2 separate regions of the Mus musculus genome follow, and region 2 is linked to region 1. Evidence: chromatin contacts called from public Micro-C data. All regions are on one chromosome and are shown on one strand. The core of a region is the stretch at or near the end of the contact, and the rest is flanking DNA. Distances in the headings are between cores, read along the strand shown.

What was found. Hi-C and Micro-C count contacts between places; a contact is called where the count stands out from the background.
Region 2: a contact with region 1 is called in a Micro-C map of muscle stem cells, with 8 times the contacts expected there. The contact joins two enhancer-like sites. A contact is called at or near these places in 5 of 484 Hi-C or Micro-C datasets (CD8 T cells, the HL-1 cell line, embryonic fibroblasts and 1 more), 2 of 115 datasets of contacts at active chromatin or transcription factors (embryonic stem cells and pancreatic cancer cells) and 1 of 9 other capture datasets (embryonic stem cells).

What each region holds. Positions count from the first base shown.
Region 1 is chr9:56,463,675-56,466,970 of GRCm38.p6, reverse strand. All of the region lies in intron 1 of Hmg20a (high mobility group 20A), which reads right to left. Among named protein-coding and RNA genes, the nearest start is that of Hmg20a, 47 kb to the right of the region's middle. Within about 2 kb of position 1,465, at least 178 of the 459 cell types and tissues checked have an H3K27ac peak or open chromatin away from gene starts, as enhancers often do. A contact at or near this core is called in CD8 T cells, the HL-1 cell line, embryonic fibroblasts and 2 more, where this site is marked.
Region 2 is chr9:56,550,732-56,553,786 of GRCm38.p6, reverse strand. No RefSeq gene overlaps it. Among named protein-coding and RNA genes, the nearest start is that of Gm31529, 28 kb to the left of the region's middle. Within about 2 kb of position 1,491, at least 150 of the 459 cell types and tissues checked have an H3K27ac peak or open chromatin away from gene starts, as enhancers often do. A contact at or near this core is called in CD8 T cells, the HL-1 cell line, embryonic fibroblasts and 2 more, where this site is marked.

The sequences.
Region 1 (3,296 bases), core at 216-2,715:
TACTGGAAGCCATGCTAGCTGACACAGTGAGCTCCAGAGTCAGTGAGAAGCCCTGTCTTAAGGGAATTCATGAGAAGTTGACAGACTAGGACACCCAATGGTCTTCTCTATATGCACAAATGTGTGCACATGTACACACATGAGAATACGCGACACATACATACACTACACATCATACAAATAAATGTAAACAAGCCCAGTTTTAATAAGCATGGCATACTTTGGAAAATCTTTTATTCATGCTCTAAACTGTTTTTTCCCATTCTTCCCCCCTCTTTCTTCCTCCTCCTCCTCCCCCTTTTTCATTGAATATTTTCTTTATTTATATTTCAAATGTTTTCCCCTTTCCAGGTCTCCCCTTCGGAAGCCCCTATCCCATGCCCCCTCTCCCTGGCTCTATAAGGGTGCTCCCCCACCCACCCACTATCTTCCCTGGCATTTTCCTACATTGGGACATCGAACACCTTCAGGCCTGAGGGCCAGTCCTCCCACTGATGTCCAACAAGGCCATCCTCTGCCACATATTTGGCCAGTGCCATGGGTCTCTACATGTGTACTCTTTGGTTGGTAGTGCCATCCCTGGGAGCTAAGTGGGGGTTGGGGGAGGGTCTGGCCAGTTGACACTGATGCTTCCTCCATGGGGTTGCAAACCCCCTCAGCTCCTTCAGTTCCTTCTCCAGTCCTCCATCGGGAACCCCACGCTCAGTCCAATAGTTGGCTGCGAGCACCTGCCTCTCTATTTGTCGGGCTCTGGCAGAGCTTCTCAGGAGACAGCCATATCAGGCTTCTGTCAGCAAGCACTTCCCGGCATCCACAATAGTGTCCAGGATTGGTGGCTGCATATGGGGTGGATCCCTAGATGGGGCAGTCTCTGGATGGCCTTTTCTTCAGTCTCTGCTCTACACTTTGTCTCCATATTTCCTCCTGTATTTTGTTCACCCTTCTAAGAGGCACTGAAGCATCCACATTTTGGCTTTCCTTCTTCTTGGGCTTCATATGGTCTGTGTCTCTAAAGTGTTCTTTAAGAAAGTAAACAACTTTAACTTATTATTGTTGTGTGTGCATTGCATGTGTGTGTGTGTACCACGGTTTTTGTGTGGAGGTCAGAGGTTGTTTTTCCACTGTGAGGTCTGTGCAGCAAGTGTTTTTACCCACTGCCCCATCTCCCCAGGCCATCAAAAGCATTCCTTTCCTGTAGAGATTTTTAGGTGGAGTGACCTAGAGGGGCTGAAACCTTGAGCAAGATATTTAGCCAATCACTTCAAGCTAAGATTTCACCATTGTGGACAGAGACAAAACTGCTGACTTAACTTACAAAGCTTAACTGACTTAACTTACTGAGAGGGATTAAGCTGAAAGTACTTCATAAACAGGCTACGACAGCAAGCGTTTGGAGAAGTACTATACGCAGTATTATTATTACAACACTACCAGCTCTTAGTCCCTCATGAATCATGCTCGGATTACATGGCAACAAACCGAGCCCTTCAAAAAGGAAATAGTGCAAAGGAAGCAGAGGGCGGAAGGCACACTGATGTGGTTCTGAGTCAGAGAAACCACACTTCCAGGTCAGAAACGTGCACCACTTCACTGCCACAACGCACAGCACGAATAGCATGCACCTGCGTCCAGCAAACAGCTCGGCTTAATTGAAGAAAACATATAAATCACAGGAGCCTGAGGTTATCGGACTGCAAGGATAAAAGGACAAAGAGACAAAGAGAGTAATTTCATTTAGCATATCTCTACAGAGAAGGATTTTTCCCTTTCAAGGTTTACCACCGAGGGCTTCACCCCATACAGTTAAAAGCAGCAGCCGCCGCCAATTCATCACGAAAGTGATATTCACACAAAACACTCAATAGTGACCCCAAACATCAGCCCCTTAAGTGGAACTGCAAAGCACTCAAGAGAGAAGGCGGCAATCAGTGGGTGAATTGAGATGTGAAGGAGGGATTTTACTGAGGCGGCCCTGGGCAGTCCTCCGTGCTACTGGGGAGGGGCGATTAAGGCCAGCACAGCAGCCAGAGCCAGCCAGTGTTCATCCTGGGGGGGGGCGGGGGGGGGAATCGGAACAGCTGCAGGTGATGCCGCCCCACATTCACACCGCTCGATGGTTTAATTCCCAAACACTAATACTGACGCTTTATTTCTTGTCTTAGTTGAGTTCACGTCTAAACGTATTATTTAGCAGACCAAGATCCATCCATAGCTGAACATGACAAAAGAAGCTTCTCTATTTATCTTGGGAACTCCGGCACACAGGAAGCCTGGAGGCAGAGGAGGCAGGCCTTCATGCCATGTGCAGAAGCTTGAGAGCATCTTCAGTTTCTTCAAGACAAGGTATTTTTTTACAGTGGAATGGCTCTAACAAGTACTGGAGAATTCCACTTGTTTTCTAGAATGATCCCAACTCACATATACCTAAGTTTTAATTCATATTATTTAAGACCAGACGAGAGGTTACCAATCCAGTGTTAATAATGTTCATTTAACTTGGTTCCTTCCCCACAAAGAGAGAGAGATACCATAGTCTAACAGTCACACAGCCTCCAGCCTAAAAAGGACTTGGTCAATGTATTTCTAAAAGTGTCCCTAGAAGTCACTGGCCTTCCAAGAGCCTCAGAACTGGGCATCTGAAGCTTTTTGGCACCATTTCCACATTCCTAAAGGGATATATTATTTGGCAGAGAACAAATTAAGTGTTTTTTTTTTTTTCCTCACTGTGTCAACATGGCCTTCTTAAGAGTGTTTTCCAGATATCTTAAGTCAGTTTTTGAAGTGTAGGGGGACAGCTGGATAACACAACCTTAACAACATATAAACAGACCACATAAACAAAGGAAGTTCAGAGAACACACTTTCCACCCCTCCCCCTACCCCCACCCCGCACTCTCTTAAGTTTGTGTTACTCAACCCATATGGCTTCAGATTCATTTTCTCAGTGGCAGGCCACTAAGAAATGAGTAATAAAGTGGGTGGAAGATAAAGGGGCCAAGATCAACAAAAGAAGGAAATGAAGAAAAGGCCAGTGAACGCCAGAGGCCTCTAAAGTAGTTCAGTAATTTGGGCAATACAGTGATTTTCAAGACTATGGCTTGGATCCCATGGGAAGGAGCCTTCATCTGGTCCATGATGGGGTGATTCAAACTGAATCACGGCTACTAAGCCACAGAAGGCCAAGAGTCCTTCAAGTGCATCATCTGGGCCTGACAATGGATCAGTACAGAGGTCACAGTGAACTCTGCAATCCCATGCAAGGCATTTAAGACATTTCATGAATGCTACTCTGGAAG
Region 2 (3,055 bases), core at 242-2,741, 87 kb before region 1:
TTTGTGTGGAGGACACGGCTATGAAATGTAAGTAAAACCCAAGGCTAATTTCCCCGGTCAGAAGGAGGAGGCGCTGCAGTGTGCTCAAACCCTAATTAAACCCGCTCGGGCGGTGGAACACCAAAATCAGTTCCAAGATCAATATTGCTATTCATTTAGAAGTGTAACAAGGTTAGAGAGGTGAGCAAAGGAAATAATTAACTCATTTGCAGCCTTTTTAAACAGAAACAGTCATTTTAATCTCCAGGGTAATTAGCTAGGCCCTGTCCATCAATCATGACGGCTGCCATTATTTTAAGTATTTTATTAATTAAGGAGGGAGGGGACTAAGGCACCCTTCAACCCCCCAACACTGTTTACTGAAGCTGGAAGGACCCTGAGCAGGAGCCGAAGAGCACTAGACAAAGGGTCAGCGAAGTCTGTGCTGAGAACGATGGCTGTCAGAGAAAGGCTACCATATGACAAAGTTGAGGTGACAGGTGCGGAGACCCCCCACCCCCACACCAAGGCTTGACTCTTGACAAACAACGATGCCCCATTCAGAGTCTGGAAGTGCTGGGGTGTGGGATCCCCAAGGTCTGCTTTGGTAACTGCTCCTAACTTTCTGGGTGACAACGACATGCCCCTGCCCCACCATATGCCCTATGATACTTTAGATGTATGTGGGATAGTCAGAAACCAAGGCTTCTAAGTGCCCAGGGGCCTCCAGCCACTGGAGGGCAGCAGAGCCCCAGGGACCCCAGAGCGAGGGCTGGACTGGCTCAGTCTGTACCAGACCCCATAGCTCCTGTGTTTGTCACTCACTGCTCAAGGTCCCATTGCTCAGTCCTGTGACTTGGACAGGAAGCTGAGTCAGATGGTCTCTGACCCTGCTAACAGCTTGGTTTTGGCTATTCAATAGGAGCCTGCCCTGGCCTGTCTCCCTCACATTCCAGATGGGGAAACAGACCCAGAGAGAGGAAGGGTGTTGTTATACTAGTCTTGTTTAGTATTTGTTAATAAACATGGACACAAAATTCCTGGCCTGAAGAAGACCTTCCGGGGGCCATCAGGAGAAACTTGTAACCAAACAGTAACCACTGGGCAGGATGAGAAAGCTGACAAACAGCTTAGGACAGAAGGTCAGCAGAGGCATACCCCAAGCAACCTGGACAGTCAAGGGAGGCTTCCTGGAGGAGGCACCTCTCAGATGAATCCTGGTGAAAGGCAGGGCAGTGCATCCCGCAGGAGAGGGAGAAGCAGTGCAGGGACCCGGGCAAGAGTATGAGGAGGCTGAGAGGGGTACAGGCAGATTGGACACCACAGGCCATTCAGGAGGCCCGAGTGGGAGAGAGTAGGGCAGGGCAGCAGGGTAGCTATGGGTGTCTGGAAAAGAAAGGAGCGAGGCAGGAAAGTGCTGGGTCTGGTGGCCACTGTCTTGCTATGTCCTGCTATGTCTCCCTGCTCCCAGCCTTGGGCTTACCCTGAAGTTGATGATGTCATTTTCTCCAAGAGCCTCTCCCTAAGCTGTCCTCTCTGCGACTCATCTGGGAGGCGAGAGAGTAGAGAAAGAAGGGACTGTGGAGACAGGAAGAGAAAAAAAAACCCAAAACAAAAAACTATGGCTGAAAGGGACAGCCAGGCATGTGAGGGCTGCCTGTCTTAATGCCCTGAGCCATACCAGCACCATCCTCATTAGATAGCCTCTTCTTGCATACCTCCTGGCCGGGGAACTCTCTTATCTCTGGAGTCAACCGCCTTCTCTCTAGTTGCTGACTCTGTGCCTGGGTGTGCAGAGAGCCCCACTTGCAAGTCTAGGACACCCCTCGTGCCTCCAGCACTAGTCTTCAGCTACCTTAGTTCCAAGTCAGCCAGGCAGGTAGAGTACTGACCGTGGTCATCAGTTGCTTAGCAAACTGGGAAGATCAGAGAGCTTCGCTGGTCACTAAGCTGGCACATGATCTTCTGGGAGAGTTCTGGGTCTGGGCACTGGCTCTGAGGTTGGGGGAAGGGAGGAAGAAAGCAGAGGTCCAGAAAGAGGGAGGAGGGAAGAGGATCAGGCTGAAACTCGGTTGCTAGGGGCAACAGCATTACATCCTGAGGAGGAACCAGATGCTGAGGAGGGCAGCAGATCCAAGCCCGGCAGGCTTGGGGGTGAAAGGGGGAGCACACAGCCAGGAACCCAGGAAGAGGGTGGGACACGCGTAGGGTGTGTGTGTTGTGGGGGGCGGTTGGTGTGGTAAAGGAGGGTTATGCTACATGGGGTATGTGTGTGGTGTGGTGTGGTGATAGGGAAAGAGTATGGTATATGGTGGGGGAGTGGTGTGGTGTGTGTGTGTGTGTGTGTGTGTGTGTGTGTGTGTATGGTATTTTGGGGGGTGTTGTTATGTGAGGGGTTGTGGGAGGGTAGTGCGTGGTATGTGTATGCATTCTCATGTGTGTCTAGCCAGGCAGTGGTAGTGCATGCCTTTAATCCCAGCACTTGGGAGGAGAGGCAGGCAGATTTCTGAGTTCGAGGCCAGCCTGGTCTACAGAGTGAGTTCCATGACAGCCAGGGCTATACAGAAAAATCTTGTCTCGAAAAACCAAAAAAGAAAAGAAAAAAAGAAAAAGAAAAAGAAGAAGTGTGTGTGTGTGTGTGTGTGTGTGTGTGTGTGTGTGTGTGTATGATGAGGAGGGAGGGGTATGGTATATGGGGTACATGTGTGGGGTGGTGGTAGGGAAGGGGTATGGCATTTTGTGCAGAGGGGTGGTATGGTATGGTGTGTGTGTGTGTATGATATTTGTGTGAGTGTTGTGGTGTGAGGGGTTGTGGGAGGGTGGTATGTAGTGTGTGTGTGTGTGTGTGTGTGTATGTTATGGTATAGGTATATGGTGTGTGTGTGTGTGTGTGTGTGTGTGTGTGTGTGTGTGTGTGTGACTTAGGGCAGGTATTTCCACAGCTGATCTCACTTTCAGGTCCACAATGCCTATGGGTCTTTAGAATTCAAGAGCTTTCTGAGGAGCTGGGGCTGAAGAATCATGCTTGACACAGCACAGGGCCATATGGGACTCCAGCCTGGGCCCCAGCAAGTCA